6 separate regions of the Mus musculus genome follow, and regions 2, 3, 4, 5 and 6 are each linked to region 1. The links are chromatin contacts, called in public HiChIP or PLAC-seq and promoter capture Hi-C maps. All regions are on one chromosome and are shown on one strand. The core of a region is the stretch at or near the end of the contact, and the rest is flanking DNA. Distances in the headings are between cores, read along the strand shown.

Evidence for each region. Promoter capture Hi-C pulls out the DNA fragments that hold promoters and counts their contacts. HiChIP or PLAC-seq counts read pairs in DNA pulled down with a chosen protein or histone mark.
Region 2: a contact with region 1 is called in an H3K4me3 HiChIP or PLAC-seq map of neural tube, with 7 times the contacts expected there. The contact joins the enhancer-like site here to the promoter of Zfhx4 in region 1. A contact is called at or near these places in 1 of 39 promoter capture datasets (cranial neural crest), 7 of 115 datasets of contacts at active chromatin or transcription factors (astrocytes, differentiating embryonic stem cells, embryonic forebrain and 4 more) and 1 of 9 other capture datasets (embryonic tail).
Region 3: a promoter capture Hi-C map of epiblast stem cells shows a contact between it and region 1, with 4 times the contacts expected there. The contact joins the enhancer-like site here to the promoter of Zfhx4 in region 1. A contact is called at or near these places in 8 of 39 promoter capture datasets (the 3T3-L1 cell line, the HPC-7 cell line, epiblast stem cells and 4 more), 1 of 484 Hi-C or Micro-C datasets (embryonic fibroblasts), 1 of 115 datasets of contacts at active chromatin or transcription factors (the NIH/3T3 cell line) and 1 of 9 other capture datasets (adipose tissue).
Region 4: a contact with region 1 is called in an H3K27ac HiChIP or PLAC-seq map of the NIH/3T3 cell line, with 4 times the contacts expected there. The contact joins the enhancer-like site here to the promoter of Zfhx4 in region 1. A contact is called at or near these places in 5 of 39 promoter capture datasets (the 3T3-L1 cell line, hippocampal neurons, liver and 1 more), 2 of 115 datasets of contacts at active chromatin or transcription factors (the NIH/3T3 cell line and differentiating embryonic stem cells) and 1 of 9 other capture datasets (liver).
Region 5: a contact with region 1 is called in a promoter capture Hi-C map of the 3T3-L1 cell line, with 4 times the contacts expected there. The contact joins the enhancer-like site here to the promoter of Zfhx4 in region 1. A contact is called at or near these places in 5 of 39 promoter capture datasets (the 3T3-L1 cell line, 3T3-L1-derived adipocytes, liver and 1 more), 2 of 484 Hi-C or Micro-C datasets (adipose-derived mesenchymal stem cells and myocytes) and 1 of 9 other capture datasets (liver).
Region 6: an Esrrb HiChIP or PLAC-seq map of embryonic stem cells shows a contact between it and region 1, with 34 times the contacts expected there. The contact joins the enhancer-like site here to the promoter of Zfhx4 in region 1. A contact is called at or near these places in 3 of 39 promoter capture datasets (the 3T3-L1 cell line and 3T3-L1-derived adipocytes), 6 of 484 Hi-C or Micro-C datasets (3T3-L1-derived adipocytes, the C2C12 cell line, adipose-derived mesenchymal stem cells and 2 more) and 6 of 115 datasets of contacts at active chromatin or transcription factors (the NIH/3T3 cell line, embryonic fibroblasts, embryonic hindbrain and 3 more).

The regions. Positions count from the first base shown.
Region 1 is chr3:5,216,291-5,220,873 of GRCm38.p6, reverse strand. It overlaps Zfhx4 (zinc finger homeodomain 4), which reads right to left and starts at 2,320. Exons shown (of 11, transcript NM_030708.2): 1 at 1,947-2,320. 2700069I18Rik (RIKEN cDNA 2700069I18 gene) reads left to right here and starts at 51. Exons shown (of 3, transcript NR_045905.2): 1 at 51-204.
Region 2 is chr3:4,278,708-4,283,290 of GRCm38.p6, reverse strand. No RefSeq gene overlaps it. Among named protein-coding and RNA genes, the nearest start is that of Gm22944, 290 kb to the left of the region's middle. Within about 2 kb of position 2,745, at least 8 of the 459 cell types and tissues checked have an H3K27ac peak or open chromatin away from gene starts, as enhancers often do. A contact at or near this core is called in embryonic forebrain and neural tube, where this site is marked.
Region 3 is chr3:5,986,741-5,991,323 of GRCm38.p6, reverse strand. No RefSeq gene overlaps it. Among named protein-coding and RNA genes, the nearest start is that of Gm46796, 120 kb to the left of the region's middle. Within about 2 kb of position 2,168, at least 5 of the 459 cell types and tissues checked have an H3K27ac peak or open chromatin away from gene starts, as enhancers often do. A contact at or near this core is called in epiblast stem cells and stem cell-derived epiblast-like cells, where this site is marked.
Region 4 is chr3:5,915,486-5,920,068 of GRCm38.p6, reverse strand. No RefSeq gene overlaps it. Among named protein-coding and RNA genes, the nearest start is that of Gm46796, 190 kb to the left of the region's middle. Within about 2 kb of position 2,683, at least 11 of the 459 cell types and tissues checked have an H3K27ac peak or open chromatin away from gene starts, as enhancers often do. A contact at or near this core is called in the NIH/3T3 cell line, where this site is marked.
Region 5 is chr3:5,808,887-5,813,469 of GRCm38.p6, reverse strand. No RefSeq gene overlaps it. Among named protein-coding and RNA genes, the nearest start is that of Pex2, 230 kb to the right of the region's middle. Within about 2 kb of position 2,094, at least 7 of the 459 cell types and tissues checked have an H3K27ac peak or open chromatin away from gene starts, as enhancers often do.
Region 6 is chr3:4,687,395-4,691,977 of GRCm38.p6, reverse strand. No RefSeq gene overlaps it. Among named protein-coding and RNA genes, the nearest start is that of Gm41988, 58 kb to the right of the region's middle. Within about 2 kb of position 2,222, at least 20 of the 459 cell types and tissues checked have an H3K27ac peak or open chromatin away from gene starts, as enhancers often do. A contact at or near this core is called in the C2C12 cell line, adipose-derived mesenchymal stem cells, pancreatic cancer cells and 1 more, where this site is marked.

The DNA of each region.
Region 1 (4,583 bases), core at 1,071-3,570:
TGTGTGTGTTTGGGGGGGGGGTGTCCATGTTTGTGATCTGAACCTTTGGTACCTACAAAGAGGGTGTCTCACCGAAAGGTAGCTAAAACCTCTCCAGAACGGCGCACGGAACTGTGGAGACACAGCGGAAGGCTCCTCTGGAGCCTCATATCTGGGCCGAACCCTAGACCCAGCGCTTCAAGGAGCCCCTCGCTTGGATCACAGGTAACAAAAGAAATAACCAATGCATGGTCTTCTGGGAGAGGGGGCAAGATGGGGGAACATTCCGGAACTTGGCCATCACTGAGGAACTTTTATACAATTATAGAAAAATTTTATTTTATTTTTTCTGATAGAAAAGAGCAAAAGGAATGGAAAGGGACGGAGGGAGGGAGGGGGAAAGAGAGAGAGAGGAAAAAAAGAGAAGAGAAGAGAAGAGAAGAGAAGAGAAGAGAAGAGAAGAGAAGAGAAGAGAAGAGAAGAGAAGAGAAGGGAAGGGAAGGGAAGGGAAGGGAAGGGAAGGGAAGGGAAGGGAAGGGAAGGGAAGGGAAGGGAAAGGAAAGGAGAGAAGAGGGAAGGGGAGGGGAGGGAGAGGAGAGGAGAGGAGAGGAGAGGAGAAGAGAAGAGAAGAGAAGAGAAGAGAAGAGAAGAAAAGAAAAGAAAAGAAAAGAAAAGAAAAGAAAAGAAAAGAAAAGAAAAGAAAAGGAAAAGGAAAAGGAAAAGAAGCGAGACCAGGCTCACTCCAGCCCCTGGTAGCCTAACTGATCATATCAGGTCAGAAGGCATGCTTGGTGCCAGCTGAAGCTGAGGAGGTGAAGTTCATTTGCAGACATGGAACCCTGTAGTGAGTGTGTGTGTGTGTGTGTGTGTGTGTGTGTGTGTGTGTAAAATGCATCAATTCCCACAGTCAGCCACATCTCCTTTACACACACACACACACACACACACACACACACACACACACACACACCCTTGCCCTTTACCAAAAAAGAAAGCAAAGGCTCTTGATCTCCAGCCGCGGGTGTCCTCTTAGTGTGGCGATCAATCCCCAAACCCCGGGGCGAGCTGCCTCCACTCCCAGGTCTGCGGACATAGGCCGGGAGATCCCGCCTCCTAACGGACCTACCAGGTCCGCAGCGCCCGTGCAGCCAAGAGCCGCCAGGGCCTGCCGCTGCCGGCCGCGCTCCGCAGACCGGTGTCTACCTGCAGCCAAGCCCCGCGCTCGCCCATCCTCCCGGGCCCGGCGCCTCGCGCGCACCAGCCCTGGCCTGCCACAGCCCCGCGCAGTGAGTGCCCTTCGGGAACTTGAGAAAGGGTGGAGAAGGGAAAAGGAAGATGAAAAGGAAACCGAGAAGAGTACAGGGGAGGATCAAGGGAGAGGAGAGGAGAGGGGGGCTGCGAGCCCCACCGACCACTGTCCAAACTTTCGGAGAATGTGTGCAGAGGAAACATCATCTCGATGGGGTGCAGGGACGCGGAGCGAGCGAGGACCCCAGATAATGTCCGAGCCGCTGCCGAAATGACAGCTTCGCCGGATCACCAGAGTGTCTCCGGCTCCCGAGGAAAGCAGAACCCGAAAAGACTGAGAAAAAGACAGAAAACTGCTCGGCCGAAAGTCACTTAATACAAAAGTTAAATCTTGAAAAGCATGCCTCCCCCCCACCTCCAGCCCCAATCCCCCCTCCGCCTGTGCCTTCTCCCTCCCTCAGCAGAGCAAATCTTTGAGCCAAAAAAAAAACGGGGGAAAGAGATGGAAAAGGGGGGCAGAGCGGAAGAGGTGGTCGGGATGAGGGTACGTGTGCTAGGGCGAGCGGTAGCAAGCGATCTAGGGGTAGAGAGGCGGAGAGGGAGAGGGAGAGAGAGTGAGCGAAATATCAAAGATTGTGCAAGATCAGGCTGGAAAGATAATCGATACTCGACCTAAATTTAACACAAACTACTCAATAAAAGTTAAAGAAAAAACTTACTTTCCATTTCCCTGCAGTTCCTACTCGATCTTCGCCTCTTTTTTGTTTTGCTTTTATTTTACGTACAGCTGATCACATCCAAGTAAAACGAGAGGGTTCATTAAAAAGAATAAAAAATAAAAAAATAATCCTCGAACTTTATTGGGTGAAAATAAAAACGCTGGAGCAAAAAGTGGGGAGCACGGAGCGGTCCTCGGGGTTCCGGGAGGAGTTAAAGCATGTGCCGACCGCGGTCTCGCTGTTTGCTTGTGAAGGGGTTGGGAAAAGGAGGAAAGGAAATGAAAATCCGATATGTCTTTATTCTGCTAATTATTATCGTTTTAGCCCTGTTTAAAAAAAATGGCTGATTAAGTTGAGTGCGCATGTCTTTGTGTGTCTATTCCCGATATGCACTCTGGGAATGAGAGAGGAGAGCGAGGGAGAGGGGGAGGGAGGGGGGAGAGGTGTAATTAGTGAGGTGATCAACATTCCCCAGACTGCAAATGACGCGCAGCCAGGACTCAAAGCAGCCTGGGAGCCTCGCGACTTCCAGGGCTCCTAGCGTTGCGGCTGGAGCCCTGGACGAGGCGACTAAGGAGACGGAGGATGGGGACCTCCGGGGCTCGCACCCCATGCGCCCCTGCGCACAACTCTCAAACTTCATTAGACACACACGAACACACTCTCACACAGAGACAGCAAAGAGAAGAATATAAAAGCACAACTCATTCCTAAGAAATGCCTTTTTAGAGTTCTAGATTAAAAAAAAAAAAAACAAAAACAAAAACAAAAAAAAAAAAAACCCAGGCAAAATAATTACTCTCACACCAAAGATATGTTTACCAGGGAGCTTTAAGGAGAAATACAAGTCAAGGTAATTAAGAGCTTTTCTCTGGGTTGGTTTATTCTACTACGCACTCAGAAGTACTTTAACAGCTAAATACTAAGGCCTGAGCAAATATGCAGATGTATGTAAATAAAGAGTGCCAGTCAGTGTGAGCAAACAACACCCAGTTCAACCTCTTTCAAAGGAGAGATTTCTCTCTGGATCCTCAGGCATTCTATTTAAAACTATATCTTGCACTTGCATTTACGCTAGAGAAAACCTACAAGGGAGGTGGAAGTGGTTAGTTTAGTCAAAGTAAACTTCCAAATGAGAGTAAGTTCGGGTTGTAAGAGTGATACTAGGGTACAGCCTAGATTTTATGTAATATTCTTGAATATTTTATCAGAATCGCATAAGTTGAATGTAATGGTTTAAAAGGACTTATGGAAGAAAAGCTTTCATCTTTCTAGACTGTTCAGTTATCTTTCTGGAAGCACATTATGATGAATTTTAAAACCCCAATACAGATCTCATTAGAGTGAAATATATTTGGTATTTTCTGGTGCAAAATTTAAGGTGCCTGATTCTCATTTGAAAATCTAATTATCTCTTTCCAATATTACAGATGTGAATATGAGTGACACTTTCATTAAAAGATAATTAACTAACACTCGGAATAGACATACTTTTAAATACCCCCTACTGAATGTGGGATATATATATATATATATATATATATATATATATATATATATATAATATATCTGTATATATATATATATGAATTGCATCTTGATACACTACTACACAAGAGGTCATAAGTAGACACCATCTATGTAATATTTTAAAACCTGGAATCATATAATGAAAATAAGAGTAACCAATCAAATGAGCTGCAAACAGGAAACACCAGTGCTGCCCAGCTTCCTGAGCAGGTGAGGCACCAGCCACTTCTGAGCTGACAGGCCTTTGAAGTTTTGGATTGCCAGGATCTGCTTCAAAACCTTGTTTTAGTCCTTAAAAACCAAAGGTACCAAACAAGGTTTATAGCAACAGCAAGATTTGTAGCACATCACTGAGAGTTCAGAGACAGTAAATATGTCTTCCTGGGTCTAATACCCTTGTCCTATCAGTGTATACGCCTTACATCCTAGGACAAATGCAAATAGAACAAAACATCTGTGTGGATAAAATTATACTCCTCCCTGCAAGATCAGACCTAGGCCCATATCTGAAAAGCTGCTTGCATTCAGCAACTAGCTAACTTTACAATGAAAATTCAAAGCAGAGAATAAAACCTAGATGTGGTCTTTGGTAAGAGGAAAAGGCAATGCCATCTTAGAAATCTGGAGTGGCTACATGAAGCCGTGTTTTAGAAACCAAAGCCACTAAATGGCAACAGAAAAGCAAATTCTGTCTCAAGAGACTCCTATTTCCAACATCTTTGGGAAGAAATCTGTTCACAGTGAAAGAGTTTCTAAGATTTTAAAGTTATTTTGTTTATAGTCGCCCTACCTTCACACAGCAACTTCACCAGGAACCCTCCCATTGCACCTTAGTAGGGTTAAGAAACATGTTGCACACTGGGGGCGGGGGCGGGGGCGGGGGGGGCTGGGGGGGGGAGAGGATGTTTACAGAAAAACACCCTAGATAAAGCCATAATAATAACAAACTATCTGAGGTGTCTGCCTGGAGAAAAGGGGTGGACTTTTCACGAGACTAAGGGGAAATGAAAGCAGGGGAAACTTTCAAGTTGAAATCAGCAAAAATCAAGCCTTTTGCTGGAAAGAGCTCAGTGTACAAGCTTGCTGATGGAAAAACCATTTCCTGCT
Region 2 (4,583 bases), core at 1,496-3,995, 940 kb after region 1:
GAAATAGAAATCAAAACAAATCCTGGAAAGTGCTTCAGACATCCAATAAGCAACCCCATTCTATTTTGAAGACAGGTAATATTAAAAATTAGCAAGATTCACATGAAAAGAGCTGAAGACCCCATAAAGCATGGTACGTTCATTCATCCTCCAGTTTTATCACTAGGGTTCCAAAGGCCATCTAAAAACTGATACAAATTATTAAATATTTGGATAATTTCTCTAACAAAGTGCTGTTTTATGAAAAAGTAACTTAGAGTAGACTGCATTTATTGAAATAAAATATCTCCATGTGTTGGCACACTATTCTGTAAATTCCTATGATTTAATACCCCCTTTTCCAAACTGTGGTGGTTTCTTTAGCAGAGAAAATGTCTGAAATTTTTATAGAGATGATAAAAACCTTAATAAGACCATTTGTGAAAAAGAAAGTATAGATGACACTCAGTTCAAGTATATCAAATACTTAATATTATTAAAACAATAGTTTAAGAACCGGTTGCAAAAGTCCTAATTGTATAAGTATTTAGAAAGTTTAACATCTTAATCAAGTAATCACTTGCTTATACAATAATTGGATAGAACAAATTTTTATAATATTAAAATATTTCTATGAACTATTTGTAAAATTATTTTCAAATCTTACGATTGCCATTATAATTTCCAGAACGAGGAATAGGATTTATCATGAATGATAATGCAATATTTACATATAAATAAATGATATAGCTATTTCATAAAGGCTTCAATAGTAATTTAGGCACATCAGATTATGATTAACAGACCTTAATATTTGCCGCATTTGTCTATATTATATGATGCTTAAGCAAACATTTTCAGTTTGGCTAGCAATTGCACTTCACCTACTGCATCTACTTCAGATTAAAATTATTTAGCAATTCAGCGAAAAATAATATAGATAAATTCAGTCACCTAAATCATCAACCCTATGCATCTTATATGTTCCACTGGAAGATGGCTTCTTCAAAAAAAGTGATGTCAAGCAGGTTATGACATGGTGACTCATGTCTTAAATCATTTGGATCCTCTTGTTTCCTCATAATATGAATGACACGTGCAAAAGCTGTCTGCTGAGGAAAAGCTGAGTATTCTCAGGAAATCCAGTATAATTAAAATACACTAAACACAGTGACACCAAAGACACTGCAATTAGTGTCTTTTGTTATTCCCTAAAATGAAGTGCAACTGCACAGGAAAATATTTAAATGCCTGTTTTGGCATTATATTATATTATATGCCTTAATCAATTGCAATGGTATTGAATATGTGGATTCTGTAAATTATATTTATATATATATACATACATATATGTGTGTGTACATATACATATATACATACATATAAATATATATATACATACATATATGTATATATATATATATATATTTAGAGAGAGAGAGAGATGGTTTACTGTTAGGCAGATTAATATTATCTCATTAATTTTCCAGTCTATGTTTTAATTTTTCAGTGGTTTTATGAATATCTTCATATTTCTAGAAAATATAAATTAAAAAGTTAAAATATAAGATATATGTGCACATGTGTTTGTGTATGTGGGTGTATGTAATAAGAGCACAGAGTACATACATATTATTCAGCTGAGTAACTTTGGTCAGAGAATTGCCTTCAAACTAATTTAACCTATATTTCCTTTTGTTCTGTAATGTTCTACTTCACCCAAAATGTAATTTAAAAGAAATACTAAGATTATAATACTGCATTCTACATAGAACTATTGTCATTTATTATATGGAATTTTAAAACATTAGAATATTGAGCAAAGTAATTGGAAATTTTTAGAAAGTACTTAAGGTATTTGAGAAGCTCTAGGTGCCCCAAGTCTGCTTCATTTCCTTAATAATTTTTCTTTTTAAGCTCACAATTTTTCAGTTGATTATTTTAGGAAGAAACTTCAAAGATAATGTTGACCTCTTTGAAGCATCCTATGGGAAGCTCGTCTGAATAGTTCCTTTTACAGAGCCTTGAATCTGGGATCTCACATGACTCAATAGGAAAATGACCCTGTCTGTGATCCCTACACAATGAGGGTCAGCCTCAGTTTTGCAATTACAATATATTTAACTTTGCTATTCTTCTGTATGCTGTAGCACATTTAGTAATTATAACAAGTTCAATGGAGATAAGCTTGAAATATAGATTCTAAACAAAAATATTAGCACTTGTCCATTTGAAATGCAGAACTCATCAAAGTCTGAAATCTTTCAAAAGACTTCCTTTTTCACATGCCAGACATTTTTCTTGGCTTTTAAATGGCTCAAGAGAAAGAAATCATTTTAAATAAACGAGGAAATAAAACTGGCACTTTTATGTCAAGAAGGGAAAGGAATGAATTCCTGGTCCAATATTCACCTCTTGAAAAAATTTCATGGCAGGCTATCCTGACATAAGCATTTACACTGCACTAACCTTTATTTCGTAGTCCAGAGAGATTGAGACCACACAGAATCGGTGCTGATATTTCTAACTGTACTTAAACTTTGTGTCTGATCAACTTAAGTGTATTGGATTTGAAAACAGTTAGTCAATTGTTTCGAGTCCCTAGGTGGTGGTTTATGGTAATGTTTGCATCAATACTAACAAAAGCCACGCCACAGAACAAAGTACATCAAGGAAATGAAAGAAGAGGCTGCTTATAGTCAGTTCTGTCTACAATAAAGGCAGCATTCAGAGCAGGGCCAGAGATCTTTAGAGCAACACAAAAATGAATGAGCCACTGAAGTCTCAGGGCTGATGATCCACATCAAAGGTTTGGAGACCGGCTAATGAGCAAGGCTGTACACAGACCACAAAGATATACACCCTAAACTAACTTGGCTATACAGGAAGAACACCCCAAAAAGCAAAAGCAGGGGCATGACATAGAAAAAAAAACAAAAACAAAAAAAATCAAATCAAACAAACAAACAAACAAAACACACTTGCAAGGAACTAAAAACAGGGCAAGGGAAAAAACATGAAAAAAAAGAAAAGAAAAGAAAGAGGACAATAGTATTGCTACACTGACAATATGTACTGCAAATGAGATTTTTCTGAACAAATCTATATATACATTTTGAAGTCACACAGAAAATTCTTCATGTTGGAATATATGTTACACTGTTTTATATTTTCTAGAACATTTTCTATCCACATAGGACAAGAACATAGCATAACGTATTAATTAAATAAAATGTATTTTTGATCCTGATTACATATAAACATACTATGAATTTCCTGATTGTCGAGACACATATTCATGACAAACAGCTATATATACATGGAGGTAGATGCAAGGAAATAGAAAAATAATGATAACAAATTTGATTTTTCTTGCTTTGGCTGTATCAGCTTATCATGTATAATTTTCAAAGCACAATTAAAGTAACTAAGTGCTACAATAATAATATGGCATAACCATACAATGGCTTCTATTAATGTAAGAATGTAGTTATCCCTTATTTGAAGCCTAACCTCCAGGTACCTGCTGTGCTGCTAGATGCTAGAATATCAAAGAAAACTAAATGAAAGCATCTCATCATGGGGTAAATTGCCTGTTGAAAAGAATATACTTAGTTTCTCATTTGAATCCTGCTTGCAGTTAAAAAAAAAAATAGCTGGAAAGAATTGTTATCAAGGTCTTTTGGTCTTTACTGACCAAAAGAAAAAAAAACAAAACAAAAAAACTGCGAGTGAAAGAGAGAGAGAGAGAGAGAGAGAGAGAGAGAGAGAGAGTTAACTTTTACAATAGCAACAGTCAGTGGGGAAAACAAAAAGCAAGAGCCATGTTGTTTACCACTGTATTGCAGATGCATACATCTTTTGAAGCTTTCAACCATAATTAATGTAAAATAGGATAAATTTCATACTGAAAATCAGAGACTTCTGTGTTTTAAAGTGTGTGTTAAAAGCTGTGATTCCTCTAATTCTATTTAATCATATATACCTGATAATGTCTTTACATTGTCTGAGATGGATACCAAAATATACATTATTATTTTAGTGAAATGAATTACTCTTACTTCAGTTGAACAGGCATCACGTCAATTCTTTTAAAAATAAGAACTCTTGTATACAAAGATATGTATTTACAGAGCTAATGCACATTTGCACTGGTACAGCCACCTTGTTCTTTGCAAATAACTGCCTCCTTCCTCTAAGCAGCTTTATTCCTAAGTTTCCTGAAATGATATGTATTTGAAATGAAATAATAATCATTCCTATATGTTCCAACTCGATAAGTACACTTAATATTTATTTAATATAGATAAACTTGGTAGTAATAGACTAGTAACAAATTATAAAAAATGAATCATGATTCTCAAATATGCACTACCAGATTTCCCATTCTATACTGCAAAGCACAGTTCCCTTGAGAAGTCTGTGAGTAGTTAATCCAATAAATTTTTTCTTTGATTCACACACTTACTATTTGATTACTTCCTAATATACATATTTTTTAAATTATGTACTCTAACAAATTTGACATTGGTAACCCCTGAAACATTTGTTCTTAAAAACAGCACACCAAAAATACTTAAGCAGGATACTCAAAAAATATAATA
Region 3 (4,583 bases), core at 919-3,418, 770 kb before region 1:
TAAACATCTAATGTTACCACTCTATTGGTGATCTGAACCTCAGAGAATGGAGTATAATAATTTGGGGCAGATTAAAATCTTGTGCAAAAGCCAAATTTATTCTGAAGTTCTCCAAAGTTCACATTAGTTTAAGTTATATATAGCCATGAAGAAAACTTAGAGTTGAATATATATATATATATATATATATATATATATATATATTTTTTTTTTTTTTTAAATAAGAAAAGTGAGATGAGGGTAGTCAGAAGTAAACCCCACTCCTATTTACTACACCTGAGAAGGTCATGGAAGCACATTCAAGGAGCAACCCATGTTATGGAGAATAGAGGCTACAAGGTTCTAGTTTACTTGGAGTTCTCTCACAAGCTTTTAAAATTCTCACGCAGATTTATTCATGGACCTTGTTCTGATGATCTACAAATAAAACTTAGCCGGGCATGGTGGCACAGGCCTTTAATCCCAGCATTAGGGAGGCAGAGGCAGGAGAATTTCTGAATTCAAGGCAAGCCTGGTCTAAAGACTGAGTTCCAGGACAGCTAGGGCTATACAGAGAAACCCTGTCTTGAAAAACCAAAAAACAAACAAACAAAAACAAAAAACAACCAACCAAACAAACAAACAAAAATACCAACTTGACTTGAAAAGTCACTTGCATTGAACAACGTATGGGAGCTTTTAGTTCCTTGTATCATCATGTGGAAAACTTGGACATTAAGCTTTGTGGTTGACATGGTTAGACACAGATTCCAGTTTTCTCACTTCAGTTTCTTTTATTATCTTTTATTTATTTTTGTTACACTCTAGCTTTTATTCACGTCCAGCTCTACCCTCTAACTGTTTTACATCTAATACCTCCTTCCTGCCCCTTTCTCCACAATGACATCCCCAAACCCCCACCCTACCAGACCTCTAAACTCTCTGGGGTCTCCAATCTCTTGAGGGTTACGTGCATCTTCTTGACTAAACCTAGACCCAGAAATCCTCTGCTGTATATGTGTTGGTGGCCTTATATCAGCTGGTGTGTGGTGCCTAGTTAGTGGTTCAGGGTTTGAGAGATTTTGGGGTACCAGGTTAGTTGAGACTGCTGGCTCTACAGGATCTCATTCCTCCTCAGATTCTTCCAGCTTTTCCCTAATTCAACCACAGGAGGGAGTAGCTTCTGTCCATTGATTGAGCAGTTTTCTCATTTCTAGCTTTCATTATCTTTCACTCCCTAGCATCAATAACATCCAAGAGTTATAAGAATTTCAAGTGTCTGGGTTGAGTGGTTATTTATGGGTTAAATCCCCAGGTGGGTCAGTTTCTGGATGGTTATTCCTTCAATCTCTGCTCTGAACTTTGTCTCTGTAACTTCTTCCCTGGGTATTTTGTTCCCTTTTCTAAGAAGGATTAAAGTATCCACATGTTGGTCTTCCTTTTTCTTGAGTTTCATGTGTTTTACAAATTGTAGCCTGGGTATTCTGAACTTCTGGGCTAATATCCACTTAACAGTGAGTGCATATCATGTGAGTTCTTTTGTGATTGGGTTACCTCACTCAGGATGATATCCTCAAGATCCATCCATTTGTCTAAGAATTTCATGAATTCATTGATTTTAATAGCTGAGTAGTACTCCATTTTGTAAATGTACCACATTATCTGTATCCATTTGCCACACACTCTGGTGGAGTCAGCTTGACAGGCTGTGAAGCCTAAAAGCCACCCACAAGGCAGAGATTTTCAAGGAAGCTCACCTCCTGGAGTTTTGGCGTTCTCATTCAACCATATACTCATACTCTATTCCCCCAATAGTCTGGTGTGTGGATCTACGAGCTCTCTTTTAATATTTTATTATAAATGCCTTTTAAGATTAAATTCTGTTATAATTAAGCCTCCACATTGTTCCAAGGTCCCAGAAGCCTGCAAGCTTGAAATCCGAGCTTGAAATCCCGAAAGGACTGCAGAAAGGAAGTTACCTATTCAGTTACTAATTAAGCATTACAAAGACAGTAGCTCAGAGCTGGTCTACAAAATATTTACCAAGGACAGTAGCAATTCTCACCCAAACTACGGAACAATAGAGCTAGGGAATCCCACTGAGACAGAGATCTTCTTTACAGCTAGGTATAGAGCTTCACATTAGAAGCACATTGGTAAATTCTTCTGTAGACCAGGAAATAGGGTGTTGGGGTATTGCAGTATTCATGATAAGGTCTGCTAGTTCAGAACCCCTGGTGGTGGGTTTAACAATAGACTAGTTTACACCTGGCCCCCTTCTTTTGCAGCAGCAGCCTGGTCCTCACCTTCTTTTGATGTGTTCATTCCTTTTGTATTGCATCACTGTAACTTGGTGGATTGTATTTTGCCTGGTTTCTTGTTATTTCTTAGGTATAAAAAGTTTGATGCTCGACCTGACATAATACATTCAGATTCTACACAATCTCTCATGTTGGTCTGTCTGTCATTCCCTCCGACCCTTTGCCCACCTGCCTCAGAGACCTGTTACACACAGACATAGGGACCCAAGAGGGTCTGCGGCATCCATTCCTCTGTTGAGGGACATCTGGGTTCTTTCCAGCTTCTGGCTATTATACATAAGGATGTTATGAACACAGTGGAACATGTGTCCTTATTACAAGTTAGAATTTCTTCTGTGTATATGCTCAGGAGTTATATACCTGGGTCCTTAGGGTCCTTAGGTCCTATGTTCAATTTTCTGAGGAACCACCAGACTGATTTTCAGAGTGGCTGTATCAGCTTGCAATCCCACCAGAATGGAGGAGTGTTCTTCTTTCTCTACATCCTTGCCAGCATATGCTGTCACCTGTGATTTTTTATCTTAGCCATTCTTACTGGTGTGAGGTAGAATCTCAGGGTTGTTTTGATTTGCATTTCCCTGATGATTAAGGATATTGAACATCTTTTTAGGTGTTACTCAGTCATTCAGTATTTCTCAGGTGAAAATTCTTGGTTTAGCTCTGTAACCCATTTTTTAATAGGGTTATTCGGTTTTTCTGGAGTCCAACTTCTTGAGTTCATTATATATATATATATTGGTGGCTCTAGCTGTATATGTAGCAGAGGATGGCCTAGTCGGTCATCAATGGGAGGAGAGGCTCTTGGTCCTGTGAAGTTTCTATGCTCCAATACAGGGGAATGCCTGGGCCAGGAAGCAGGAGTGGGCAGATTGGGGAGCAGGGGCAGGGGGTAGAGAATAGGGGGTTTTCAGAGGGGAAACTAGGAAAGAGGATAACATTTGACATGTAAATAAAGAAAATATTTAATAAAAATTAAATAAAAGACAACTTCAAGTGACTGATCAGTTTAATTCAGTAATCATTATCCTACTTATAGTGTGCTTATTGAATTTGTATGTAAGTATTTAGACTAGCATCTGAAACATAACAGAAAACCAGTTCATGATGAGGAAGAATACAAGGAACCTAAATGCAATAATCCAGTTTCAATAAAATAATACAGTTTGAAAATATATAACTGACATATGTGTCAACAAACATATATATATAAAACATATATAAGTGACATATGTGTCAACAAACAGCATTGTTTACATAATTTAGTTTATTTTACTTGTATATGTGCTCTTTCTACATTTTGTACATCATGTGTGTGTCTGGTATACATAGAAATCATGGGATTCCTTAGGACTGGAGTTACATATGGTTATGTGCCACATGAGTTCTGGGAATCAAACTATGGTCCTGTGGAAAAGCAACCAGTACCTTAACTATTGAGAATAAGATTAGTGTGATGCTTGTTTGTTTGGTTTGGATTGTTGGTTGGTTCTTTTGGTTTGTTTATTTTTTGTTTGATGAGTTGGTTGGTGAGTTAGGTGTTTGTCTTGAAAGCAGATACTAGAGACTTTCTATGCAAACCATTAAGTAGATGATTAAAAACATTTCAGGCAGGCCTTTGTAAAATTCTTTGCACAATGCTCTGAATGACAAATTCAACATGGCATTATGACAGAAACTTGAGGGTAACAAGAGCATAATCTTAAGGAAAAAATCATTTCAATGGAAGAGAAGTCAAGTTCATAATCTGATCTCAATGGACACTACTCTTCTAATATTTGTTTCTTTTTAGTTGAAATGAAATTATTTGTATCCTCTGTTTAATGAGCAATGAAATGCAGTGAGGCATAGCTTCATCATACAAAATTCTATTAATTAGTTAAAGAAGTAGAGCTTATCTGGGAAAATAGTTTGCTTTTGAAATACCAATACCAACTTACAGTACCACACCTTCTCCAAGAACAGGAGTGCCTACTGATCTTTACCAGAGAGTTTTACCATGTGGAAAACAAACACTCAAATATTTGAGTGTATTGGTGACATTTTCGTTAAAACCACAAGAGTAAACAAAACAATATCCATATATTTGCCATGAATCCTAAAAAGTTTAAGTTTTAAATAAATGTTACCCACAGCATTATGAAGTATTAGCTCTTTATGTGTTCAAGTGCCAAATTTGATACTTAAATATTTCTTACAAAGCTACCCAAAATACTTTGTGTTCCATAGGTGTAAAATATTATCTCTTATATTTTAGAACAGTATTGGATTGTGGACTGCCTAAAT
Region 4 (4,583 bases), core at 1,434-3,933, 700 kb before region 1:
ATATCACCATTAGTAAGGTAACCCAGACAAAAAAAGAACACACATAGTATATACTCACTGATAGGTGGATAATAGCCCAAAAGCTCACAATGTTCATAATATGATCCACAGACCATATGGAGCTTAGAAGAACAGGGGGTGGACGCTTCAGTCATGCATAGAGGGGTGAACAGATGGTCTGTAGTTCTAAGTCAATCCCATATTCTGATCCAGATATTTTCCCTAACTACAGAAAAACTCATGCAGGATACTGAGCTTGGGTTAAATATCTTTTTTTTTTTTTTTTAAATTAGGTACTTTCTTCATTCACATCTCCAGTACTATCCCAAAAGTCCCGCACACCCATCCCCCACCCACTCCCCAACCCACCCACTCCCACTTCCTGGCCCTGGCATTCCCCTGCACTGAGGCATATAAAGTCTGCACGACCAATGGACCTCTATTTCCACTGATGGCCGACCAGGCCATCTTCTGATACATATGCAGCTAGAGACATGAGCTCCGGCGGGAACTGGTTAGTTTATATTTTTGTTCCACCCATAGAGTTGCAGATCCCTTGTGCTCCTTGAGTACTCTCTCTAGCTCCTCCGTTGGGGGCCCTGTGACCCATCCAATAGCTGACTGTGAGCATCCACTTCTGTGTTTGACAGGCCCCTGCTTATCTCACAAGAGACAGCTATATCAGGGTCCTTTCAACAAAATCCCACTAGTGTATGCAATGATGTCATTGTTTGGAGGCTGATTATGGAATGGATCCCCGGATATGGCAGTCTCTAGATGGTCCACACCTTCGGCTCAGCTCCAAACTTTGTCTCTGCAACTCCCTCCATGGGCGTTCTGCTCCCAATTCTAAGAAGGGGCAAAGTGTCCACACCCTGGTCTTCGTTCCTCCTGAGTCTCATGTGCTTCGCAAATTGTATCCTAATATCTTGGTTATTCTAAGTTTCTGGGCTGATATCCCCTTAAGATCGAGAATCGACAAATGGGACCTCATAACATTGCAAAGCTTCTGTAAGGCAAAAGACACTGTCAATAAGACAAAAAGGCCACCAACAGATTGGGAAAGGATCTTTACCTATCCTAAATCAGATAGGGGACTAATATCCAATATATATAAAGAACTCAAGAAGGTGGACTCCAGAAAATCAAATAACCCCATTATAAAAGGAGGCTCAGAACTAAACAAAGAATTCTCACCTGAGGAATACTGAATGGCCAAGAAGCACCTGAAAATATGTTCAGCATCCTTAATCATCAAGGAAATGCAAATCAAACCAAACCTGAGATTCCACCTCACACCAGTCAGAATGGCTAAGATCAAAAACTCAGGTTACAGCAGATGCTGGTGAGGATATGGAGAAAGAGGAACACTCCTCCATTGTTGGTGGGATTGCAAGCTTGTACAACCACTCTGGAAATCAGTCTGGCGGGTCCTCAGAAAATTGGATATAGTACTACTGGAGGATCCAGCAATACCTTTCCTGGGCATATATCCAGAAGATGTTCCAACTGGTAAGAAGGATACATGCTCCACTATGTTCATAGCAGCCTTATTTATAATAGCCAGAAGCTAGAAAGAACCCAGATGCTCCTCAACAGAGGAATGGATACAGAAAATGTGGTACATTTACACAATGGAGTACTACTCAGCTATTAAAAAGAATGAATTTATGACATTCCTAGGCAAATGGATGGACCTGGAGGGCATCATCCTGAGTGAGGTAACCCAATCACAAAAGAACTCACATGACATGGGTTAAATATCTTTCAGAGGAAAACACAAGGGCAAGGGAAAAGATAGTACAGAGGGAAGGACTCAGAAAAGAGCATTTAAAAATCTGTTGGTAGTGGAGTGTGGATGGAGAATGCAATGTTTATGTATTTGATTTTGTCTTTACTGATACAGTGATTTTTAAACATAATTTACACTCTAGCAATGATTAAAAACTTATTTCTTAAATGTGTACTCTCTATAAACAAATTCCTATGCCTCATCGTATTAAGTAAGCACGTAAGTACATATATAAATGTCCTATGCAGTGAGCTCAGTGAGTAGAGCATGAAACTCTTGATCCCAGAGTCCTGGGTTTGGACACTATGTTTAGCACCGCTTGCCAAGCCCAGTACAACCTTGAATAATGCAGGAAAAGGAAAAAGAGAGTAATGGGAGACAGAGACCCAGGCCTCTGGGTTCACTTCAAGAGTGAACATTTTCTTTTTTATCTTTCCCACTGCTGTTTATATATTACTTGCTAGCTTCCACAAGTACAGCTAGAGCAGACAATATCTTTGACTGCCTTATCTTAGTTCTCCCAGCTATACCACCAGCCCCGTGGTCCTGCTAAACCAAAAGGACACTCTTCCTTGGCCTTATCACATGCCTGCAGTTTTCTACAGCCATGGGCCACATCTGAGTGAGGGTTTGTGCTCTAGAAAGAAACTGCAGACCATTTGGAGCCCAAAATAAAAATGTAACCCCATAGAGAAATGTAAAGTGAAACTACTTTGAGATTCCATCTCACACTAGTAAGAATAATTCAGATAAAAAATAAAATAAATGACTACAAATGCTGGAAAGAATATGGAGAAAAGAAAACATCTATTCATTCTTTATGGGTATATAGTCTCATGAAGCTATTATGAAAATCTGTTTGTGGGTTCCTCAAAAAGTTAGAAATAACACTGGTATGTCTGGTATGTGACCCAGCTCTGTCACTCTTGAGCTTATTTTCAGACGTCTTTTACTGCAGAGACACTTGCTCATTCATGTTTATCACTGTTGCACTTACTCCCAATACCATGGAAATAGAATTGAGCTAGATGTCCATCACTAATTAACAAATTATGCAAATGTAGCATACATACACTATAGCCTATTATTCAGCTCTGAGGAAAAATGAAAATTGCAGGTAAATGAATAGAATGGGAAAAAACATACCCAGTGAAGTAATTCAAGAATAATGAGCAAAACAAGGTCTCTCTCATCTGTGGATATTAGTTTTAAACTACTGGAATTGTGTGTTTAAGTAGTAACAAGACTTGTTTAGCACAAGAAAGTACAAGTGGCCACAGTTCAGGAGTTGGAGCTCAAGGGATGGTTAATAGTAGATACAGGTAGTATGAAGGTGAAAAAGAAACTAGAGAGGTAATGTTCAAGTTAAGGTAGAGAGAGAAGGGAAGAGATCTGAGTTTGGAAAAGCCATATAGAAACTGGTTTATAAGTTTTCCAAAACAGAAAATGAAAAAGTTTGAATGAAGGCACCCTATGTGGGGGTAAATATGATCCTTCCAAAAAGCCTAAAGTTAAAATATATTAACCAATAATCCTAGTGCCAAGAGTTGGATAACTCCATACCTGTTGTTGATGTGGGATCACAGAAGCTCCCCAAAATAACCCGAGCTATTTGCTCTTGATTGCATATCAAAAGGTAATGGTTAGATCCTATTGCTGAAGATAACTCACACTTGGGTGGTAAGATGGAAATTGAGCCAATACAATCCTTAAAGCTTTCTTTCTTTTGGCCTGATTTCACAGAGGCAAATCATATAAACACAAGTTTTGTCAAGAGAAAAAAAAAAAAAAAAAACCTTAGCACATCTACTCACCTATGAACACTGCAAGATATAATAAAGTCTACCCTGACATAATATGCCCATGGACTCAATACTTGTGTAGAGCTTATGGGATTAACTGAGTTCTGATGAGATTCTGGGCCACCTACACAAGAGAGACCTCAAGCCTGGTACTGTAAGCCTAGATAAAAACGAAACTGGCTTTGGTTGAGAGACTCCAGGAAAAAAATGACTATTTTCAGTTTACAAAGAAAACATGATATCAATTTACTTTCTAAATACTTAAGTATTCTTAAAAGTAAGATTTGCCTTTATTTTAGAAAATAAAATGAATCTTGAATACTCTCAATATTCTGTCCATTTACATAGGGTTGTATATGTATAAATGTTATATGTCCTCATAAATGAGATGGCATAAAATCAAGAAAACATTACTTTATAATTTTGGAAAAAACTCCACTGAAAACTTTCTTATAGAATAAAAATATAATTGAGAAGTTCATATAACCCTGAATTTTGTTCAACGAGTTTGAGAATTAATGATTCTCAATGATTCATCTCTGAGAAGATAAAATGTTAGCACTGTTAACTCAGAGAATCTTTTACTTTAAAAAAAAAAAAGCATATTGTTCTCATTTGTAGGAAATAAATTAGACTGTTTTAAAAAAGTTTTTCAGTGACTTTTGTAAGCTGAATGATGCTTATAATAATACATTTTGAGTAAGCAATACTAAAATTTTATGACTTTCTTGGTAATTTTTATGAATTATAATAAATAATCATTAGCATGTCAGGCCAGTAAATTTGTGCCAAGGAAACATATTTATAATTATCTACCAAGTTCCTGATGGGGAATCTCTGTCAATCTGGGAGAAGGAGAAAGGCAATCAGAGAGACAGAAACACTAGAAATTAAAATAAGAGAAGAGAAAGAAAGAAGGATGGGCATATAATAGAATGGAGCCTGAGGTAAATTCAATTTACAGTGAAATCAGCTCTTCAGGTCATGAG
Region 5 (4,583 bases), core at 845-3,344, 590 kb before region 1:
TAAATAAATAAATAAACAAATAAATAAAACAAAAATAAATAAAAGGACTATTTTACAGAGACTACATTAAATGATTTTTTAAAGTGTATGAATTTTTAAAGATTGTGAACTTTGGAGATTTTTGAGAAGTTTGAGATATTTTTATATTGTAATATTTATATTAAGAACCTTGGGGATGAATAAGAATGAAAATTTCTGAAACTTAACATTAATGTTTGTGTGTCAAATTGACAAGGAATCATATTAATTAGAGAAAAAACATGACCCAAAATAATCTAGATGTTGCTAGTCTAGTGAATGGAGTCAAATAGTCATTAATTCTCAATTAACAATTACAATGATACTTAGAATAAAAGGAAATCAAATGGGTGAATTAGAAAAAGAAAAAGAGAAAAAACATTTGACCTACTAATAATTGTCTTCATGTCCTTGATTTTTAAAAACAATTTTAAGTCCCAATTACTCAAAATCATTCTATCCTGAAAATTATCAAGTAGAGTTCAATTTGTCCAGACCAGGTATCTTTCAAAAGAATGTATAGAGGATCTCTCTGAATAGGCTAAAAAGGATTCAGAAAAAATAAAATAAATAAAATAAAAATAAAAACAATCAAACAAAACAGGATTGAACAGCAACAACACAGACATGTAGAATGAATGAGAAATTATCTCAGAAGATTTCAAGACAGCTTTATATTTTCCTTACATTTCTTTGTGTGTTCTCTGACATTTGCTTTTTCTCATAGTCTTTCCTTTGATCTTAACATGTGAATCAGTTTGCTAAATTCTGGAAACAGAACAAAAACAAAGACCAAAGGCATAGATACCCTAACTCCTAAAATCTTACAATTGATATAAAAATTAGGTTTCCAACCCATTTCTTCATAGTGTCTCAAGATTCAGAAATGGAGGACAACGTAAAACAAGGTTCTTAGCATGAGAAAATTCAGTTAATAAGGGAGAAAAAAGAAAGAGAAAGGAAGAAAGAAAGAACAGAAGGAAGGAAGGAAGGAAGGAAGGAAGGAAGAAAAGAAGAAAGAAAGAAAGAAAGAAAGGAAGAAAGAAAGAAAGAAAGAACAGAAGAAAGGAAGAAAAAAAGAAAGAAAGAAAGAAAGAAAGAAAGAAAGAAAGAAAGAAAGAAAGAAAGAGAGAGAGAGAGGGGGGGGAGGGAGGGAGGGAGGGAGGGAGGGAGGGAGGGAGGGAGGGAGGGAGGGAGGGGAAGGGAAGGGAGGGAGGGAGGGAGGGAGGGAAGAAAGGAAGGAAAGGAAGGAAGAAAGAAAGAAAGGAAGGAAGGAACGGAGAGAGAAAGAAAGAAAGAGAGAGAAAGAAAGAATGAGAAAAGAGGGAAAGGAATATTAGAAAAAAAACCAAAGCATAATAGTGAATGAAAGTAAACATAGTAAAAATTGTGTGTGATGGAGAAGGAGGATAATTTTGGGTTCCAAACTGATCATTTGGTTGGGAAAGAAGGACAGCTGCAACATGAAGCTCCATGGAGATGTGAAATGGTTTGTTTTCTCAACATTGGGATCAATGTAAAACGCATTGGTAAGATTTATTACCATCTATTTTTTTTAAATATGTGAGGAATATATTAATATTAAAATACACCTAAAACCAGATAAATAACACAAAAAAATAACAGAAATGGTAGGTAAATTTCAAATATGTGACTGCCAAAAATATTTTATTACCTTTTCTAGAATTTGATCATATATTTACTTAACCTCTCATATTAAAAGTTACAATAAAAAGAGAACAAAACAAGTAAAGAATGACAAAATGAATAGTCAATATCCTGGCACTTTAAAAGTTTTCATTACAAATTTATTAAAGCAGATATTTGCACTCTTTTGCTTAGCACAAGTGTTTATGGGCTTCACGTGGCTCTAGTAGTAGATCTCGATCATCCTCGACTTGAAGGGCAACTCAAATGTTGATCCCCAGAGCTTATAAAGAACTGCCAACTTGAACAAATATCATCTGGGTAGCATTTGTGAACATATTGTGAAACACAGTCCTGCAGAGATCACAAGCAGGCAGAAAAACCATGAGAAGTAACTTTTGCTGCCTGACTCACTGCCTGCTCATTCTTTGTGGCAGCCTCCCCTGGCCAAAGCCCAGCCAGTAGCTGGAATGTAGGAAGATCTGCATGACACAATGATAGCTTCTGTCTTCTATTCTCATAAAGAAAGAAAAGATGCAGAGAATGACAGACATTAACCAGGACCCAAGACATAACAGACTTAGCTTTCTTTGATCTGCCATTGTGGATTTGTAATCTGTCAAAATGATAGGCTGAACTATATTTCCCAGCATTCTTCTTGTACATTTCTGGTTAGAGAAGTCTTAAAAGAGATTGTGAAATATATGCTGAAGCTGAATGCTTAGGCTTATCAAAAATAGGAAGGTCCTTTGAATGGCTTCAAATCTCTGCATCATATAAAATTCATTCTTCAAAAATCATAAGAAAAAAAGTGTAAAACTGAAGAAACGAAATGAGATGGTGTGGCATGAAGCCTACTACAATCGAAGACTAAAACTGAAAGAAATGTGGGGAAAAGACAAAACAAAACAAAACAAACAAAAAAAAAACAAAACAAAACAAAATGAAAACAGAGACTAGACAGCCTGCTTCCAGCCTTGTTTTCATAAAGAGCCACAAATGCAAGTGGTCAAAGAGTCCTTTTAAGATAAACTTGTGTACATCCACCAAAAGTGCAGCACCAAAAGGGCTGGCCATTGGAGTTTTGGTTATTGATTCTGTAGTCCAAACTGATATGCAAAACTTAGGACTATAAAGAAATCTTCCATAATACAGAGTGTGTTTTTTTAATCATTTAGCTGAGTATGACAGAGAAAATGTCTCTAAGAGTGAAGTGATTTACCTCCCCCATGAAACTCTGAATGTCACCAAGGTCAAGGGTCCTTAATCCCATACTCTGTTCTCCTTGGGACCCCTCATTCCTTTTGCATAGCCTGACTTTTTGCTTCATCTTCCTTTCAATCAGAGAGAAGCTGGGGAGAGGCAGTTCACTTTGGACTTTGAGATCACATCCTAGAAAGTGCCAATGTGACTTCTAATCCTCATTCAGTATAACTCATTGCACAGGCAGCATTACAAAGGACAGGTGTCCTCCTGACATGACCAGAATCAGAGATAACTGGAGACTATCATGTTGTTCTCTGAAGTATTCATTGATTTGTGCTCTCAAATTTAATCCTGTTGGGTCACAAAATGCAGGATTTCTGTGTGCTATGCAGACCTCTTAGCTCTGTCTGTACATCTTAATGAGCTAATGGCACATAAAGAAAAGCTTCCTTTCAGTCTGTGTGCCCATTATAGAGAGTTCAACATGAAACATTGCTTGGATTTATTTTCCTATTTGGAAAATGGAAAAATGTGGTGTGGTCCTGTGCTTTTTAAGAATTTCTCGTTAGGGAACCACAAAAATCCCATTCCTCCAGAATTCTGAAAGTTCTTGTGCTACACACACTCCAGTGAAGTCTGCTTAGCAGGCCTCGACCCTGGAAGCACTCACGAAGCAGGGAGTTTCAAGGAAACTCAACCTCCTGGAACTGTGGCATTCCATAGCATGTATGCTCCAATTTTGTCCTTGCAAATGGATCTGTGTGCTTCCTTTCAGTATTGTTTTGTTATAGGTGCCTCCAAGCAATAACTTGCCAAATACCTAAGCAAAATCGAACTTTGCTTCCTGGCCTTCACCAATGCCCTAGGTAGTCCTTGAGCTGACCCTGGGCTTGGAATTCATTAAGAATGTTGCCTATTCAGTGACATTCAGAATTGCCTTTAGTATTGTAAGAGAGATAGTGAAAGAAATCAGGCTTTACCATCTACTACATAGAGTTAGAAATCTCAGGGCAAGCTTAGCAAAGTAAGTTTAGAATTCTTATTATAGTTATGTATGGCAGACTACATTACTTATTAGTAGAAAGTCCCCCCACTATCACTTAGAATAAAAGCCAAGTCGTTCCCATATACAAGAATTTACAATGGTTTAGGAAGTAGATCTGGCTATGGTTTTAAGAGTATTGCATTATTCATGAGATGGCTAGCTAGAATGGAACTCCCTAATTAGAACCATGACTTGGGTGTGAAAGCCCTTGCCCTAGGAGTGTAAAGACCTCACACCTGGCTTCTAAGACTATAGCTGACCTTAGATAGGGCTGACTTTGTCTCAGTTGTTTTATTGCCAAGTTCCTGTCAGTCTTTATGTTTACATTCCTCTGTTTTGTTTAAGAGACATTAAGCATCCAGTAATCTCATTTGTACCTTGTCGATGTGTCACCTAACTTCCCTATTTCCTTCTGTATAAAAAGTATTATGCTCAATTTGACAAACTACATTCAGATTCTACACAATCTTGTGTGTCGCTTCTGTTTGTCATTCATTCGCCGACTCCTTGTCCAACTGCAACTAGAGACCTGTTGTATGCAGACAGGGACCAAAAAGGGTCTGCAGCATTCCTGTATCAGTATTGTCACCTGGACTGGAGTCAGCAATGCAGAGAGATGCATTGCTTTCCAGCATGCTCTCCTTTTGCAATTTGAGAGTCCTTGAGA
Region 6 (4,583 bases), core at 973-3,472, 530 kb after region 1:
TAATAATGAGAAGTCCAAATTGCAATAGTTAAAGCAAACATTATCAATAACTTTTTCTGTCTTCTGGTGAAAAATTCGACTGCACAAATGAGCAAAATATAATCTCTGCAAATTTAGAAATCAGCATTACAGAAATGTGGAGGAAAAGAAAACAATGGACATGAGCAGGTTCAAGGATTGGATGAACTTCTCAGGCTGGATGAGCCTCATATTTCCCAGTCTCCAGAGGCTGTATAATTACAATCCCTAGTTCTTTCTGTAAGTTGTCATGTACATTAAATGCACACTAGGCACTTGCCTATTAATTGTATTAACTTTTCATTTTAAATACATTTGCCTTAATTTAAATAAAAGTGTGCCTAACATTAAGACGTTGATATATTTTTCTTATAAAAAATAAATTTTGCAATGCAGAATACATAGAATTTTTTAAAAGGCTCATTTGCATAAAATCTCAAATGCTAGTTCAAATTATTAACAGGCTTGGAAAAAAACAATGTCTAAGTATGTTTTTGTGGAGAACTAAATTTTGTATGGGAAAACATAGAGGACCACACTCAAATGGTGTGGCTGTCATCCATTCTATGTTGAAACCCCAGCATATATGTAGGGGTGGGGGGTGGGGGCAGGGAGAGTGGATCATTGGGACAGGGAGTTCTCTCTTCTTTTTTATTTTTTCTTTTATTGACAATAATATTCTTTTCTCATATAATATCCTGATCATAGTTTCCCTTCCCTCTACTCCACCAAGGTCCTCCCTACCTCCCCAATCCTCTTTCTCTTTCTGTCTTCTTTCTGATCTATTCCCTTTCTGTCTCTCATTAGAAAATTACAAGCTGCACTCAGGAGGCAGAGGCAGGTGGATTTCTGAGTTCGAGAACAGCCTGGTCTACAAAGTGAGTTCCAGGACAGCCAGGGCTACTCAGAGAAACCCTGTCTCAAAAACCAAAAGCAAAAACAAACAAACAAGCAAAAAAACAACAACAACAAAAAGAAAACTACAAGCTACTGAGAAAACCAAACATGAAAAAAATAATAAGAAAAAGCAAAATTCACCACACTGAAACTAGTCAAGGCAGTCTAACAGAAGGAAAAGAGCTTGAAGACCAGGCAAGAGAATCAGATACCCACTAGGGAGTTTCTAAGTTCAAAGTATATATATAAAACTTTGCCTGATTAAGACCAGTGTAGGCTTTGTGCTTGTGCTTTCATCTTCATATGCTTAGTTGATTCAGAGGACCTTGTTCTCCTGCTTTTCTCCATCTCATCTAGTTCTTAGTCTTTCTACATCATATTCCATGGGATTCCCTGAGCTCTGATGGAAGGGATTTGGTGAAGACATCCATCCATTCAGAATCCCTCTCTCTCTCTCTCTCTCTCTCTCTCTCTCTCTCTCTCTCTCTCTCTCTCTCTGCATAACATCTGTCTTTGGGTCTCTTCATGTGTTTCCACTGGGACAGGGTGTTAGGGTGTTTGAAATTGAGTTCTGGGCATCCTATTTAGATTCTGAGAAGGGATACAAAGAAATTGAATGGGCCCTTCTTTGCTCTAGTAATGGTGAGAAGAGTGCTACTTCTCAGGCTACTTACACTTCCACATTCTAAAGCTCACTTTTATGCCACACACATAAAAATCATCCATTGAAACAGAACAGGGAGATTGTTAATTTTCATGTCAACAAGTGTTTAATTTATATTTAGTATATTCTCTCTAAATGTGTGTACATACATATATATGTATATTTATAGTATGTATAATATATACAGTACATATACTATATAGTATATAGAGAGTAAATATAAAATATGTATATGTGTATACACACACACACATTAAAGTTGCTAGTCTCGATGAATAAGTTAAATAAAAAGTATATGTTCTATGTGATGATGGCCCCAGATGAAGAAACAAATGTATCCATTTTATGGTATGAGTCATGTACTATGTAGTAAAATTATGAAGTTATTGTTATATATCTATCATCAAGTTAAGCATCATAGGTTGACATTAGCAGTGGGATGTGCAGAATATTAGTTTAGGATCCAGGTAGCAAGGAAAGAAAGACTCCTCTCTATACCAGGGCTGTTGGTTGATACAATCCTGAATCAGTCTGACAGAAGTAAAAACTGGCAGAAGTAAACACAGTGAACGACTGTAGCTGAGGCATGACATTTAGAAAGTAAGGAAGAGAGAATGAATTGTGGCAAAGGAAATGAGGCTCCAGAGAATAGACACTAGACAGAGTAACAGGATATGACTCATTGCCAATTGGCTGGAGGTGGCTTATCAGGAGCCTGTTAGACTAATGACTGTACCTTGTCACTGACAGCATGCTATCCTGATTTAGAGATTGTTTATTCTAAACTGAAGCTACATTACTCTATCAGTTATTTCCCAGGACTATTCTCTAACCTACTTTTAAAAGGTACAGAACCTCTTAAACATCAGTTTCAAAAACAAGCAATTAACAAGAGATATGTTGTTTTACAATTTAGCAATCACATTTTTCCCCAAATAATGAACATTTTTGGCAAATGTAATAATGAGCAACAAAATTTTACTCTGTTAGTTTTAGAACAGAAGGGAATATTCATTGATTTACTCTGCAGATAGTTTCATTGTTTAACAGTAATGAAAGAAAAGGAAAAGCGTGCATACAAAAAGTAACATAGTTTGCAGAATAATTTATAATAGTTAATAGCTAATAGGCACTTATAAGTGAAGGCAAAGCATATTTGACTTTTTGGGTCTGGGTTACCTCACTCAGAAATTTTTTTCTCTCTTTTGAGTTTAATCCACTTGCCTATAAATTTCATGATGTAATTATTAAAACAGCTGAATAATATTCTATTGCATAAATGTTCTATATGTTCTTTATCCATTCTTTAGGTGAGAGACATCTAGGTTGTCTCCAGTTTCTGTCTATTTTCAATAAAGCTTCTATATATATAGTTGAGGAATTGCTCTTGTGGGAGAATGGAATGTCCTATGGATATAGGCTAAGGTTTAGCTGGATATATCTGTGTTTTTAAGTTCCCAATTTTCTGAGAAAACACCGCATTGATTTCAATAGTGGTTGTACAAGTGTGAACTTGTTCTCTGGAAAGGGAAAATATGATAAATTTTGTGGATAGATTTGGGGTAAGGAGGGATGAAAGTAGGAAGGATCAGGTTTTGGGGAGACTACTGGAATTGGGGAGAATTTAGGGACTATTAAAAAAAAACTAGTACATTAAAATCCATAGAATCTCTGAGGGTCAACCTAGTGAAATTCCTAGCAATGGGGATACAGAGACTGAACTTCATATCTTCTGTAACCAGGCAATGCTTCCCATGGCATCAATGGGACACAGACCCAGACTCAAAACCTTCAACCTACAATTTGTCCTGCTTGAAAGATGTGCTGGAGTAATAGTGATGCAGAATTTATTGGAGTGGCCAATCAGTGACTAGTCCAACTTGAGACCCACAAAACAAGAGGGGGCCTATTCCTGATACTTCCTGTACTGGCTAGTTTTGTGTCAACTTGACACAGCTGGAGTTATCACAGAGAAAGGAGCTTCAGTTGAGAAAATGCCTCCATGAGATCCAACTGTAAGGCATTTTCTCAATTAGTGATCAATGGGGAAAGGCCCCTTGTGGGTGGGACCATCTCTGGTCTGGTAGTCTTGGTTCTTCTATAAGAGAGCAGGCTGAGCAAGCCAGGTGAAGCAAGCCAGTAAAGAACATCCGTCCATGGCTTCTGCATCAGCTCCTGCTTTCTGACCTGATTTCCTTCGGTGATGAACAGCATTATGGAAGTGTAAGCTGAATAAACCCTGTCCTCCCCAACTTGCATCTTGGTCATGATGTTTGTGCAGGAATAGAATCCCCGACTAAGACACTTCCTGAATGGCTAGGAGTTAGAGGCTGGATAGCCCAAAGACTTAGAATATAGCCAAGCATGACTAGAAAAATAAGTCATAAAGTGATTCCTAGTGAAAATCTGCTACACTCATAGATTGGATTGTAGCATAGTTAGCCTTAGAGAGGCTTCATCCAGAAACTCATGGGAACAGGTGCAGAGACCCATAGCCAAACATTAGGCAGAGCTCAGGGAATCCTGTGGAAGAGGGGAAAGAAGGATTACAGGATCTAGAAGGGTTGAGGATATCACAAAAACAAAGCCCACAGAATCCACTAACCTAGGACCATAAGGGCTCACAGATTCTTAACTGACAATCACAGGGCCTGCCTGGGAAATTTTAGAAGGAGATTGGTGGGCATAAAGCATAGAGCAGAAGGGTGGACATGGGTAAGGAGGGAAAGAAGACCACAGCAGTAAAGGTAACAATGCTGACCAAGAAGTCCTGCTTAATTTCTTCCCCATTCAGTTTACATTGGTGAATAGAAGTGCCCTCTCTTTGTTTAAGACATCAATGTTTTTTCTTATCGTGTCTCTTCCACCCCAGCATCAGTAACTGTATAAAGCAGGGATGTGGCTTCCTGGGAGCTGGTGTGTCACAACACTGCTGAATTTAGCGCCTCTGAAGCAAGTCATTCAGTTACTGGTTTGAACCAGATTAAATCATGCCATTATTCTG